Regions from separate parts of the Canis lupus genome. Here region 2 is linked to region 1. A link is a contact called in public Hi-C data. All regions are on one chromosome and are shown on one strand. Each heading gives the region's core, a stretch centred on a gene start, on an enhancer-like site or on the middle of the called end of the contact. The rest is flanking DNA. Distances are from core to core; before and after follow the strand shown. Region 1 overlaps TBL1XR1 (F-box-like/WD repeat-containing protein TBL1XR1). Region 2 has its middle 13 kb from the start of TBL1XR1.

What was found. Hi-C and Micro-C count contacts between places; a contact is called where the count stands out from the background.
Region 2: a Hi-C map of skin fibroblasts shows a contact between it and region 1, with 2.0 times the contacts expected there. The contact joins two enhancer-like sites. A contact is called at or near these places in 3 of 9 Hi-C or Micro-C datasets (blood and skin fibroblasts).

The regions. Positions count from the first base shown.
Region 1 is chr34:40,849,978-40,857,349 of UU_Cfam_GSD_1.0, reverse strand. It overlaps TBL1XR1 (F-box-like/WD repeat-containing protein TBL1XR1), which reads left to right. Exons shown (of 15, transcript XM_038583941.1): 3 at 2,443-2,588; 4 at 4,724-4,946; 5 at 5,716-5,848; 6 at 6,399-6,540. Among named protein-coding and RNA genes, the nearest start is that of TBL1XR1, 140 kb to the left of the region's middle. Within about 2 kb of position 4,814, at least 3 of the 20 cell types and tissues checked have an H3K27ac peak or open chromatin away from gene starts, as enhancers often do.
Region 2 is chr34:41,001,498-41,008,869 of UU_Cfam_GSD_1.0, reverse strand. No RefSeq gene overlaps it. Among named protein-coding and RNA genes, the nearest start is that of TBL1XR1, 13 kb to the right of the region's middle. Within about 2 kb of position 2,834, at least 5 of the 20 cell types and tissues checked have an H3K27ac peak or open chromatin away from gene starts, as enhancers often do.

The DNA.
Region 1 (7,372 bases), core at 3,565-6,064:
CTCTAAATATGATGATTTTGATTATTTAAATTATACTCATGAATTAGAGAGTACAGAAGTCATAGACTCTGCCAAAATTTGTAAGGCTTATGAAAATCAAAACGCTTAAGAAACATTGCTAATAAGATGTCTTAATGTTTCATGCACTACTGACACCACTTTATAACACTCTGAGTTGAGGCAACAATGATGTAATCCTTTATTTTCTGTTAGGAAACAGGAACTCACTCAGTCTTAGCTTTATCCTTGACCATATTTTAACTTAATTGTTCAGTAAGAGCAGCAGAATGCAGTGGTTACCTCCGTGGTCTCTGAATGAATTTAAATCCTTATCCTCTTAAAAATAATGTGGTATATACATGGAATATTGCTCAGCCATAAAAAGATGAAATCTTGCCATTTGCAACAACGTAGATGGAAAGAAATAAGTCAGAGAAACACAAATACCAAATGATTTCACTCATGTGGAATTTAAGAAGCAGAACAGATGAATGCAGGGGGAAAAAGGGAGCGAGACAAAGCAAGAAACAGACTCTTAACTCTAGAGAAAAAACTGATGGTTACCACAGGGCAGGTGGGTGCAGGGATGGGGATGAAGGAGCGCTCTCGTGATGGGCACGGGTGCTGTGCGTGTGGACGTGCTGAATCACCGTCTTGTACGCCTGGAGCTAATATTACACTGGATGCTAACTAACTGGGATTTAAATCCTTATTCTGTTAGTGGCTGTTTCCCCATCTGCTAGCTTAGATTATAAAATTAAAAAAAAACAAAACTATATATGTGTGCGTTGTGGAGGCCCTCCTCCATCAGTGGTATTGTCCATCTTGAAGTTTTCTTAAGTCTCTAAGCCACTGGCTGTTTAGCCTTTTTCCCGTTTATAATTTACTGTGAATTTATTTAGGGAAGGGAATATAATTGGACACAGGGACCCTCCAGCCTCAGCGCTGTGGATTTCACTGCCTTAGCTCTTACCGTCCCTCCATCCTCCCCAGACGTTGTAGCCTTCTACCCTGGCAGGCTGGAACCTGCTCATAGCCACTAGTCATGGGTGTCCTCCAGGGACAATGCAGAATGACGCGTTTTCTTTGACATGTTTCTTAGTCATTGCCCCGTTTCTTAGCCATCTCTGAGAACTCCGATTAAGCTGAAAACCAGAAATGTGTTTGATATTGGTCTTGCCAGGAGGCAAGGTCAACGTCTTAAAAGCAACATCTTTTTACCTCTCACTCTGGGTTTCAGGAATGGAATGGAATGGAATGTCTCAAAGAGGGAAGGAAGGATCCGTGCGGAAGAGTAGCTGAGGTGTATTTTGTCTGCTGACCAATGAAAATACTTCCTAGCCACGTGCTTTCTTAGGGAGTCCATAGTATTTTATTCTAGACTGTTTATAAGTGCCACAAGAAGCCTCAGGTGGAAGCACAAGATGCGGAAAGACAGAGTCAGCCCTGGAAAACTAGGATAGGCTGGATAACAGTTATTACATGGGTTAGATCAGTTTAAGACACAAGCCCATTTTCATTTAGATTACTTAGTGTGAAAGTGTCTTAATGTTTCATAATATGTAATGCCATTAAATTGCTTAAAATACGTTAATGACGGTTACTATTTAACGATAAGCTCTGATGGGTGTTTTAGTGAAGAATAACTGCACTTGCATCTATCATTTTACTAGAGTTTTACCTTTGAATTTGGACTAGACTTTCAAAGCAAGACCACATAAAGAATTTTTTATTATGTGTTTTGCGTTTAAGTGTTTCAAATTAAAATTAAAGAATTGCTGTTAGAAACTGGATATTTACTTGCTTGCTTTTATTTCCTAAAGCTTTCATTTACATGGGTTATTACTAAGTAGCAAAGAATTAGTAAAAATATTTTGCATTTAACTCCTACGTACAATGAGACTTAAGTGTAAAAATTTTTGTTATTTATGTTGATTTTAGTTTGCTTATTTCCTAAGTTTAAAAAAACCTGCAGAACATTGGATTTATACATTGTTTGACAATTTGCATGTAGAAATTTAAATATGCTACAAAAATATTAAGTGTCACCTTAATTTATCTTGGTCTAAATTATCTTCAGTGAAGCAGTCGACTCACATGATTTCCAAAGACTCCTTCTCCCCTTCCCCGCAGTTTTAAAGTTTGATGCTATTCTTTGAGGAAAATTACAGCTAAATTTTATATGCACTAGAAATTTTATATCATATTTTTTGTAATTAAAGTGAAAAGGAAAATATGTAAAAGCTAGTATGTTTGGATTTTTATATTTTTTGTTTAAAAACATATTTAACCTTAGCTAACAGTCTGAGATTTCAAATGGATGGATTGTGATTTTGCAAGATCACAGAGATCTTTCATTTGTGTCTTTTAAATAGCATGTTGCCATTGGGAGAGAATAAATTCTTATATCTTTTTTTTTTTTTTTTTTTTTTTTGGTTTTAGGATTTTCTCATTCAGCGTTTACCTTTGGTATAGAAAGCCATATCAGTCAGTCTAACATAAATGGTGCCCTCGTCCCACCTGCTGCATTGATTTCTATCATCCAGAAAGGTCTACAGTATGTAGAGGCAGAAGTTAGTATTAATGAGGTAAGGAAACCTTATTTGAAATACTAATAAGTCTTACTCTTAAATTTGTCCTTAAATCTAATATCTTGTCTCTTCATTCATTATCCGGCTTCAGCTTCCCTAGGTTGACAAAGTTGAAGGGTGGCGTTCCTGGTGTCCCAGTCAGGGTGAACAGGCAAGGCCTGCTGGCTCCCAGCTGCACGAACCTTTGGTTCTCATTTATTTCCCTTTCTATGGTTTTATAAGTAACTAATAAGAAACCGTTCTCTTTAAAACAACAGTGTGCTGTGGAACACGGAGACCGTAATTGGCAGTCTGAAAAATCCCAAAACCTCAGGTTATTTGGTTATACCTGATTTTGGAAGGCAGGTTATGATTAAAGCCAACTCTTGATGCTTTTGCCTATACAATTCCAGTGCCGGCCAGCGATGACCCATGAGCCAAATCCTGCCTGCTTGCCCGTTGCTGGATTGGAACCCAGCCACGCTCCTTCATTTATGTACTGTCTCGGCTACTTGTGTGCTACAGTGGCAGTATTGAATGGTTGTGACAGAGACCTTATGCTCCGCAGAGCCTTAGATATTTACTGTTTGGCCTTTCACAGAAAAAGTTTGCAAACCTTGGTCTAGCTGAAAATTTTCATAAGTGATCAAGATTTATAATACGTGGAGCTCTTTATTTTCATTTCAGAGCTTAACATGTTCCCCTTTACTTTAGCAAGTTTTTTTTTTTTTTAAATAAACCTCCTTGGTTTCTATACCAGTATTTATTATTATAATTATGTAGTACTCTAATTCTGATTTCATTATTTTTGAGTTTCTTCATCTCCAAAACTGAAAAATCCACTAATATTAAATTAAATGTGTCCTCATTGACTTTTAGTGTTTTCTGTCCCAGATTATCCTTTATCACAGGGGGTGAGAAACAGTCTCCACCAGTGGCCAGAGTTAAAGTCTCATGGTATCTGAAAAATACATATTTTGTAGATTTAATGTAGTACTCTACGGTGTATCTGTGTTGGCATTAAATAAATTACTTAAATTCTCCAGCTCCTCAAATACTCCATTGCAGCTGACAGCTCAGAAAGATGCGCGGTGTTGTTGTAGCTCAGAGCAACCCCCTCACTGCCCTGTAGGTAGGTCTTGGGTTAGTGCACCTTGAGCAGCCTGAGTGAGTTGGGCCTTACATGTGCATTGTCCCAGTTTCTGTTTCTGACTTGTTCTGTCTCCATGTGGCCACTGGAGAACTTTTTATTAACTTGTAGCCTCCTGATATCAATGGGAGGAGCTTTGTAAACTTACAGCAATGCCATAAAATTAAAGAGCACCCGTCTCAGAGTGAGGGTGGTACTTCTCGAATGTTCGTGTGCTAGAACTACCCGAGAGGGCTTGTGAAAGCAGGGATTCCCGAGCCCCTCAGAGATTTCGACTCTGTAGGTTTGACTGTCCGTTTCTAACAGACTACAGGTGCGGTGGCCGTGCTGGTGGTCCTCAGGTCACCGAGGAAGAGCGCCAGCTAGGAGTGCCCGGCGCCTGGCCTGGCCCTGGGACTTCCGCACATCTGCCTCTAAACCTTAGTGCTCCCATCTCGTCGTTAGGAGAATGAGACGATCAGATGGCCGAGCATCTGACGACTGTTTCTTGTTTTGATATTGAATCAAATTACGAGAAATTTTTTAGTCCTTTTTTTTATTAAGATTTTATTTATTTATTCATGAGAGAGACAGGCAGAGGGAGAAGCAGGCTGCTCGAGAGGAGCCCAATGCGGAACTGGATCCTGGGACCCCCCCGGGGTCACGCCCTGAGCTAAAGGCAGACGCTCAGCCCCTGAGCCACCCAGATGCACCAAGTCCTCTTAAAGCTATTTTAAAAGTTTTTTGTTGTAAAGAAGTGTTTATCCTAATGTGGCCCCAAGCCTCTCTTCCCGTTGCATGAACTCCTTAGTGTTGTTCATTGCTTTTCCCCGACGGAATTTTGGGATCTAATTAATAAACTTCTTATCACCTGGGCCCACTTTTCACTATTCCTTTCAATATTTCGGCTTTATCCTCACCAGTATGAACTAGGTGGGAAGGAGAATTTCAGCAGCTCCTTGCCGTTGCTTCACCCTAAGTATGTCTCTTTCGTGTTTTCTGCCTCAAAATTCTCCATCTCCAGGATGGTACCTTGTTCGATGGTCGGCCAATAGAGTCTCTGTCGCTGATAGACGCCGTAATGCCTGATGTGGTGCAGACCAGACAGCAAGCTTACAGGGATAAGCTCGCACAGCAGCAGGCCGCAGCTGCCGCCACCTCCACAGCCGCCACAAACCAACAGGGGTCTGCAAAAAATGGAGAAAACACAGCAAATGGGGAGGAGAACGGAGCACATACTATAGCAAGTGAGCTGAAATAAGAATTTCTAAAAATTCCTTTGCAGGAAAAGTATTTTGCTTTGTGTAGATGTGTCATCTTCTAAACTGAAGTAACATCGTCTGTTTCATTTATGCCAACTTGTTCCCTTAACTTGTATCACAATTCAGATTTTTATTCCTGAAGCTCCAAAAAGCTAGATTTACTTTCATGGATTTTATTTTCTTCTTTAAATATTTAGAAACCATTTTCTACTATAAGATAAATTTTGTTGTTTGCTCTTGACTTTGAAAGAAAATTTGTAATACTAGTCATTAACCCAGTAAAGCTCTGACATGGAGATAGGAAGGCAACTCTCATGTTATATGAATGATATCAGCAACCCCTACTGGCAGAAATTCAGAATAGTGTTGGCATGGACTATATTTAATTCAGATCATTTTATCATTTTAGCCTTGTTTGGCTCTAACCTTTTTGCAGTCTTTCTCACTGCCTCCTCATCACCCCAAACACACACACACACACACACACATACACACACACACACACACACATCTTTTTAAAAATAGTAGGGTCAGACGTAACTAAAGATAGGAATTTATTTCTCGTGTGACAAGTGCTGTATAATTATTTTTGCCATTACCTGACATAGTTTTTTGGTTTTTGGTTTTTGTTTTTTGTTTTTTTACATTATATGTTACAAGGGAGGTATAAAATGCTGGTTAAGAATTATTTTCCCCCCTCAGGGCGTTATAATAATACCTAACCGGAATTTTCCACTTGATTCTCATGACACAGATAATCATACTGATATGATGGAAGTGGACGGGGATGTTGAAATCCCTCCTAATAAAGCAGTTGTGTTACGGGGCCATGAATCCGAAGTTTTCATCTGTGCCTGGAACCCCGTTAGTGATCTCTTGGCATCGGGGTATGTTTCTTAATGTGAGACTTAAATATCCTACTGAACGAGTACACATTTTATAAAAGCATTACTGACATGTTTTTGTTGCTTCTTTGTGGTCCTTTTGTCTCTGTAAATCTTTATTTCTTCATAACTTAATCTTAAGTTATTTTTTGAAAAGGTATACTTATTTGAGAGAGAATGCGCACACACAAGCAGGAGGGGGAGAGGGAGAGGGAGAGGGAGAGAATCTCAAGCAGCCCCCACACTGAGTACAGAGCCCGACTTGGGGCTGGGTCTCAGGACCTGTGAGATCATGACCTGAGCCAGAAGGAAGAGTCAGTTGCTCAACCAACTGTGCCCTCCAGGTGCCCCCATAATCTTAGAAGTTTTAATTAAGCTTCTTCAAAAGTGCTGAGGGCCCCCAAAATGGAGACTAAGGAATATAGTGGAAATGGAAACCCCAGAGAGTCTAGTTTTTATTTGCCTTATTAATAATAGTATGTAAATATGTTGCTTTGATTCTGGGATACTTGAGAATATCATGACAATTTAAAATATATTGCATACTTTCTAGGTCTGGAGACTCAACAGCAAGAATATGGAATCTTAGTGAAAATAGCACTAGTGGCTCCACACAATTAGTACTTAGACATTGTATACGGGAAGGAGGGCAAGATGTCCCAAGCAACAAGGATGTGACATCCCTAGATTGGAATGTGAGTATCACTGTATTATCCGTGATGACTACAGTTCCTAATCTACTTAACATCTCTGAACCTCAGACTAATAGCAGCGTTTGTCCATTTGTTCAGATATTTTTGAATTTCACTAATAAGAACGACAACCTAGGACTCCCCGTTCTCAAATATGCTATTAAATCAAAGGCTGGCCCTCCAGCAGTCAGACCTAGGTTCGACTTGCAGCTCTGCAGTTGATCTTGCAGCAGAACCTTTGTCACACTGGTGGTTGCCCCTCTGCACTTCATGCTCCTCAAATGTTAGGTAGAGGTGTGGTAATGGTAGTACATAAATGGGGTGATAGATGAAAATCAACAACTGGCACACACTAAGTCCTTAACTGCGAAGTCCTTTGCTAGGGGTAAGAGAAATTTGCAAAATAAAAGCATGTTCTTGTTTTTCTCATTTTGCTCAGAACTGCTGAAGACTTCATTGCCGACTGCCTTTTAGGGACCATTAGTCTAGGCTCTGCTGTAGCTGTGGGAATCTTACAGTTAGCTGATCCTCTATGTCATTCCACATCTTTCAGAGATACCTTTAGTGCTCTGACTCACCAGAAAGTTTGAGCTCCTCGTTGACAAAGCTTCACCCGTCGGTTTCAAGTACATGATAACCAGCTCTGTTTGTTTCCATTTCCAACTATGATTGATTTGTGGAAAATTAGCATTTTTAAAGTTCCTGTATATTTTCCTTTATTCCATGTTGCCTTCTTTCCTTCCTTGTGACTTTGCATCCATTTTTTACCTGTCTTCCCAAGCCTAAGAAACATCTTAGACAATTTTAGTATTCTTGAGCATTTCATGGGGTTCGT
Region 2 (7,372 bases), core at 1,585-4,084, 150 kb before region 1:
GAATATTCCAAAATGTCCTCATCACCTGCAGGGCCGCTGTGTGGATGGGTGGCGCCCCGCACAAGGAGCACGGGAGGTCAACGCCCGCCCGTGCCCCTGGCCGCGTGCCCCCCCAACACCGTGCTGGGCCCAGTGGACCAAGGTGTAGCTGGTCGCGATTGGTCCCCCCCGGGAGCGCACCCAGGACCTGTGCGGCTAGCCAAGTCCCTCAGTGGCCCTGCTCCCATGAATGAGAGGGGACCAAAGCCATAATCCAGAAAGACCTTCTTCTGGGGCCTGGGGGCGAAGGTATAAAGGGACCCGGAAGTGGCCCTGCTGGGCTCTGGGTTCCTGGGCAGCACAGACCCTGGGCTGCAGAGGATAGGCCACACGCCTGGCACCTCGCTATAGGGCTGCACGTGGACGTGCCCTTCTGGGCAGACGGTGTTCACATGATCCTGCGGCTCTCCTGACTGGGCTGCTGAAAACCTGGCTTCAAGCACACAGCTGGCCATAGTATCTTACGGCTCGGATGGAAAATATTCAACAATTCGCTCTCTTCCTACTGCCTTATAGTTCTTATTTTTCCCCTTGACCCTAATTACTCCTTGACCTAGAATCCCAGGGTGTTGGAAACTGAGGAATCCTTTGAGATCAAACGCAGCAGCCTCTTGCTTTCTGCATGATAGAAGTGAGGCCACTTTGTGCTTTCTGCCCCACTTAATTCTTCTGATACCTGCTCACATTCTGCACCGTTCACAAGCTCCCGGAAAATATGAGCTAGAAAAATCTGCTCGCTGCAAATCTTGCTCTGCGTAGTCCCAAACCCAAACTAAGGAGTACAGGAACCGGAAAGGCAGCTAGACACCCATGTGCTTTGACACCGAAAGAGCTCCATTATGATCTCCGTTATGTTATTTGTACCCTAGACAAAGTTCTTATTTCATTAGTTAAAAACTTCTTTGAGGGACACCTGGGGGGCTCCGTGGTTGAGCGTCTGCCTTGGGCTCAGGGCGTGACCCCAGGGTCCCAGGATCAAGTCCCGAATCGGGCTCCCTGCAGGGAGCCTGCTTCTCCCTCTGCCTGTGTCTCTGCCGCGCTCTCTGTCTCTCATAAATAACTAAATAAAATCTTTTTAAAAAAGTAAAGAAACCTTCTTTGAGAGTAGGGGCTGTGTCTTTTAAAGTTTGTTTTAATATATACAGAGTCAAGCACAGTATTACCAATGCCCAGGAGTTTAGTAAATATTATTTGTTGATGATGAGCTGTTCTATCCCCTCAGCTGCCAAGCGGCATCCTACATCATCGCCCCAGACAGGTGAGAATCCATTCTGCTCCTAAAGCCCTCCCAGGAGTGGGAATCTAAACCTTCTTCCATAACTCATTTGAGTGTCTGATAAGGCTTAGAGTCGGCAGGAAGTCTCTTCCTAAGAAGGCGGCATTTAGGAACACTGCGCAGTAAATGCTGGAGTCCCAGAGGCATTGGGGCCAGTCACTTGAATGACAAGGTTCTGTCCCGAGGGATGGGGTGAGGGAGCTGGGCAGGTGTCTGAGGGGAAGGCAGTCACATGAGGAAGAAAAAGGGCACAGTTTAGGTTTCTGTCCTGTTCAGAGAAAGTGGCATTGTTCACACTTGTTAGGAGAATAGCCTGGTGTTAAAAGGGTGTGGGATGGGTAGGCATTGGGGAGGTGGGGAGGTGGAAGGTGGGGAGGGCGGAGGGGGGAGGTGAGGAGGTAGGGAGGTGGAGAGGTGGGAAGGGGAGGGGGGAGGTGAGGAGGTAGGGAGGAGGAGGGGGGAGAGGGAGGAGGTGGGGAGGGCTCTAGGGGTGACGGGGGAAGGCAAGTGTGCCCAGCCCTGTACACCCCTCCCCGGAGTGGTCCGAGACCATAAATTGCCATGACCATTCCACGGACATCAGTGTTAGTTCCTGTTAAGAGAGGAAACCCTCATACCCTAGCCACTCTATGAGTGATCTGGATATTTCCTCTGCAGAGAGAGACAGAGAGACAGAGGAAGACAGAGACACAGAGACAGAGGGAGAGATAGTGCACACCCGCACATAAGAGGAGGGGCCCGCGGGAGCAAAGGGCTAGAGGTGAGAGAAGCTTAGTCGGCGTCTAGCATCCTCTCGGCCCAAAGAGCTCAGCCAGGGGACCCACGTCGGGCCGAAAACCCAAACTGATCCCTCCAACAGCGGAACCGCAAACTCGGGGACTCTCTGGGAGAGGAGGCAGGAGGGCGGAGCTGGAGGGAGAGCGAGGACAAAGTGAGGCCGCGCAGGTGAGAGACAGTAGGTCTGCTGAGATCCTGCCCCGGAGGGATAAGATAGAGCTGGGCCTCCAGGGAGTGGGCTGATGGAGAGGGTACGTGTCAGGGCCCACATGTACCCCGTGCCTGGGTCCTGGGCTGGGAGGCACGGACCTAGGCCGGGGGATGGAGCGTGGCGCCTGGCTTCCCTCCTGGGACTTGGAGTGACCTGCCCCCGGATGATGTTCAGATGATGTTTGTACCACTGGATACATCCAACGAAGTGTTCAAGACACATTTCCTGCACCCCGATTATTTGGAGGAGAGAGGAGCCTGCACCTGGCTAGAGCTTGTTTCCAGGTGGCTGAGACCAGGCAGGTTTGGGCATGCGAGGTCGTGGTGGTGGGGGAATTGGTCGATGATGATGGTAACGAGTCACCCAGGAGACCCCGGGTCAGGTGACATGTGTCCCGGTCCCGCAGGCCTTAGCCAGTCTTTCTTGGGGGCCCCGCAAACAGAGAAGGTAGTTGACTGGAGAACAGTGGAGAGCAGCGGAGTTAAGAACCTGAGATAACACAAGGAGTCCATGAGGTATCTATCGGGAGCCTAGGGAGGAAGTGTGGGCAGGAGGGAATGAGTCATAACAGTGGGTTATGAGCCTTCCAAGGATCGTCAACCCCTTGGAATAGAACAAAGGCTGCACATGCTTGTTCCATCCCCTGTTTCTTACCAGCTCCCACAAGTCACTTTCTACAGCTCTGTGGGAACCTGACGTTATTGTCTTCAGATCGTAAATGACTTACTTGACGAATGCCGAAATCACAGGACTGTGGGTAAAGAAAATAATCTCCACATATAAGAAAAGGATCCCTAATCCATTCCCCAAAGTCCTCTCTCTTCCCTCGCCTGTGCATGCCTGTGTGCATGTGTGGACGGGGATGCCTGTTCCAGATATCAGCATCATCCTCAACGCACACGTTTCGAGGCATTTTCAGGTCAGAAACTTGAGTTAAAACCAAAGCCGGCCAAAGCCCTAAATACCAGGCCTGCTTTTCTTGGCATTTTCCAGGGTCTCTGGCACACATCCATGAAAAATAATGAAATACCACTTGTTAGATTTTTGGGTGATGGTTGGGCCTTTTATTCACTTCTGCTTACACGTTACTAGGTACCTGTTTTATATCAAATCAAGCTGGGCGGCTCATTTAAGATGTTTACTAGATGCGAGGCTGATCCGTCTGTGATCATACTGGCATTTCCATAATGGGCTACTGGCTCAAATATTTCCTCTATAAACCAGGCAGATGTATGTATTCAAAGCTGAGACTATGCCCTTTAGACAACAACGTTTTCCCACATTCTGACTTAGGCCTAAGGAATTGCTAGGGTGTGAGCATGGGTATTACTTATTAACAGAGATTCTAACCTCACCTTTTAATAAGATTAGAGAAAAAAGAATCCTTTTTCCATACTTAGGATATGTTTTATAATCTTTTTTAAGCACTTGTCCATGTTCCCACTCTGCTGTACCTAGTAGGGGAACTTGTGCCCCTATCGGGCAGTTGGGTGAGACATGGGGTAAGTTGGAAGAGCGTGCCCTAAATGCTCTGCCCACAGCTCAAAGGTCTTTACATTTTCCTTTATCGTCCCATTCTATACTGTTTGCTATGCTATAAAAATGCCCCCCCCACAATACCCCACAAATAACTGGACCATTCAGCATACTATACCAGATTTAACCAGCTTTGCTTTTTGTGTTTCTATTACTTTGATTGAGTACTTTGGCCTCATGCCTGTGCAGTAGTTAACGTGTGTGTGTGTGTGTGTGTGTCAATTCTGTAGGCCGTAAACCTACAGATAGCGTTCCAAAAGCCTCCAAGTGAGGCACGAACCTACAGCTCCAGATGTGGGTAACCGGTGCTCGCCTAGAACGCTGACTCTGTGCCTTGTGCATGTAATACATAAAACAAACTGATACATAAAACAAGCGTAATCTCTACCATCGAGAAACTCCTGGTCCGGTGGCTGAGACAGACTGTAAATCAAATAATCAGATGCGTGCAAAGCGGTCCCCATGAGAAGCACTGGAAAGGAGCAGAAACCTGTTGTACAGAGACCATTGGAGTAATCAGGAGATTTGGTCTTGTCCGGGGGTCGGGAAGATTTTTCCAGGAGAGTAATGCTTGTGCTGAGACCTGGAGGAGACGTAAAAGTACCCGGCTCACCAAGGAGCGGAGACGTGGCGTGGGAGGAGGGGGCAGGCGCCCCAGATCTGTGGTGGGAAGGAGCAGAGCCCCGGTGAGAACCGGAGGAAGCTCCACGTGGCTGCAACACAGAGCCCAGGCCCAGGAGGAAGCACGCCTGCGGGCTTCAGAGGTTTGGGCGTTCAAGGTTCACAAGCCGCCCTGTGCAAACACACTGGAGGGAAGCAGAGAGGAAGCAGGGAGTTTATTGTGGAGGAGAGATCCTGCTCTTGGTGTCTCTGTGTATATTTAACCAGCGCATGGGATTTAAGGAGATCTCGAAGATGAGATTCGTTCCAAAGCTTCCAAGTGTTAATTCACGTGGTTGCTCCAAGTAGATCGCTGTTTATCAGCTTAAAGCTCCAAGGATCAAGTCCCTAAAATTCATTGTGGGCAGTTCTCCCAATACGGTTTCCTGGTTGATCTGTCGTCCAGGTGGTGGCACGCCATGGTGCACACACAAGCCGCGTCCGGGGGCTCCCACTGGGCCGCCCGGGCGGGGGACGCGCAGCGAGTTCAGCGGGTGCTCAGGCAGCTCCCTGAGCTTGGCTTCGTGGAACAGGGGGAACTGCGGCCGAGACTCTCCTGCCGGGCCGGGGCCCCTGGTAGGCCTCTGATCCACGGTCACGGGAGACTCACCTACTGGGCGTTCCTTTCGGTTCCGCCTCTCGCCTTTTTTGCTCCCCGACTTCGTGTTGCTATTGGCTCGAGCGGTAGGTCAGTGCCGCTGCAGATGGTCTCCCCGACGGCCTCTCATGTCCTGCATCGGAAAGTTGTAGTAAGTCTCTGGAAACTGTGGCTTCCTACTCAATTCCTAGGTGAGAAACAAAGTGTTTGGTAAGTACCCTGGCCTCCCCACCTCCCTACCTCTACACCAAGGCCTCCTTGTTAATTAAGAACAGCTCTAGTGGGCTGCGGTGCAGGCTCCAGGTGAGGAGAGAACGCTGTTTTGTGTTTGATAGTTTGGGGCCGAGTGGGACAGTGACCTCTCTCTCTAACAACAAAACCCATGAAGTCGCTTCTTCTTATGGCTGAACTTCCTTATTGTATAGCTAGGCTCGCTCAGGGAGACGTTGTGACTGACAGCCACATGTCCTAGGAAGCACAACCCCTCGGGATGCCTGGCTGGCTCAGTCCGAGGAGCATGCGACTCGCTCTCGGGGTTGTGAGTTCGAGCCCCACCTTAAGTACAGGGATTACTTAAAATACAAAAACAAAAACACAAAGTTTCTTCCTGCCGTGAGCAGGCTCTTCCCAAAGGCATTGGGATATTCCATTTTGGGGTGGGAAAGGTCACGACCCCAACTCTCCCCGAGACAGAGTAACGCTGAGATTCATTGCTCTGCGATATTGTCCTGGGCGCAAGTTCCCGAGTGGAATGTGGCGTGAAACAGAATTCTTGCAGAGTTGCTCATGTGTGCAGCTGTGCGTGGCATGAAAATCCCCAGAGCAAACCTCCAGGCTGCCAAAAAGAGCTGGGCCCAAGCTCCTGGGGAGAGCACACTTGTGGGCCACTCGAGCTCCGGGGGACGGGGAGGCAGCTGGGCCCCCACTCCCCTCTCAGTCCCTTCCCCGCACCCCTGCTGCCTGCTGGGGAGGCTGGGGTCCCCCCTCCGCTCCCCATCTCCCCTCCCCGTCCCCCACTTCCCGAGGCGCCCCCCAGCTCGGAGTGGAGGAGCTCTCTGGGGGTGCAGGTGTCCACCCCCCACGGAGGGTCTCCGGCCTCTGGTTCTTGGGTCCGCGTCGGGTCGGAGCCTGCTGCCGCCGTGGAGCCGAGTGGACCGTGAGCAGCAGGGCCGCTGGGCCGCTCGGCCAAGGCCAGCTCTGTGTCGGCCCGGGGACCGCACACCCTCTGCTGGAGCACAGGGGGGCCCAGCCAGGCCCCCAGGACCTCGGGCCCTGGGGTGGTGGCTGGGCGACCTCAGGCTGCTGCCAACTCAGCCTGTCCCCCGCTTCCTCGCCTGTGGACAAGGGATACCTGGGTCCGCGCCCCTGCGATGGCGACTGGAACGGAGCGAGCCCGTGAGTCAAGGTGAGCCCATCTCCGCTCGGCAGCCGGCAGGGCTCCAGCCCTCAGGCCATTGCTGTCACCTTAGTGGGGTTGACCCCAGCGCCGAGGCCCCACTGCCAAACAGGAGAAACTGTTTGAGGGGCGCCCCCTCTCCCCCGCTCTGTATACCTGTGTGACATGGGACAATGCTGACAAAACACCCTGGTCTTGTATGGCTCTTGTGACCTGTCGCCAACATGGTTTAAGCAGAGACGTACCAGGCCCTGTGACACGGCTGGCACCTGGTAGGCGCTCCCAAATGTTGAGGAGCCGGGGCGGGGCCGAGGGGCAAGGGGTGCCGGTGCCAGTTAGCAGAATGACCCGGCTGGGCACGCAGGGCTGGTTGGCAAGGACCGAGTACCCACTCCGCCGCGGTGCTGTTAACATGGCCCTTATGTTATCAATGAAGATGCCGGGGGATCCCTGGGTGGCTCGGCGGTTTGGCGCCTGCCTTTGGCCCAGGGCGTGACCCTGGAGACCCGGGATGGAGTTCTGCGTCGGGCTCCCGGCATGGAGCCTGCTTCTCCCTCTGCCTGTGTCTCTGCCTCTATGTCTATCATGAATGAATAAATAAATAAATAATTATTTTAAAAAAATAAAAACAACCGAAGATGCCAAGTTTCTGAGCGGGTAGGAATCTTGTCTACCATCACACAGTCGTGTGGGTAGAACTGCATCTAGAACCAGGTTCCCCCGGCTTCCAAACTAGCCCTGTGGCTGTGACACTGTCACTAGGTATGTATAAAATCAAATTTGTTGTATTCGATTCCAATGACAACTTGGTTACTGGGCTGTACCGTCTTCCCAGTTTGTTGCCCAAAGAAGACTGCATTAGAAGGTTGTAGGAGAGGG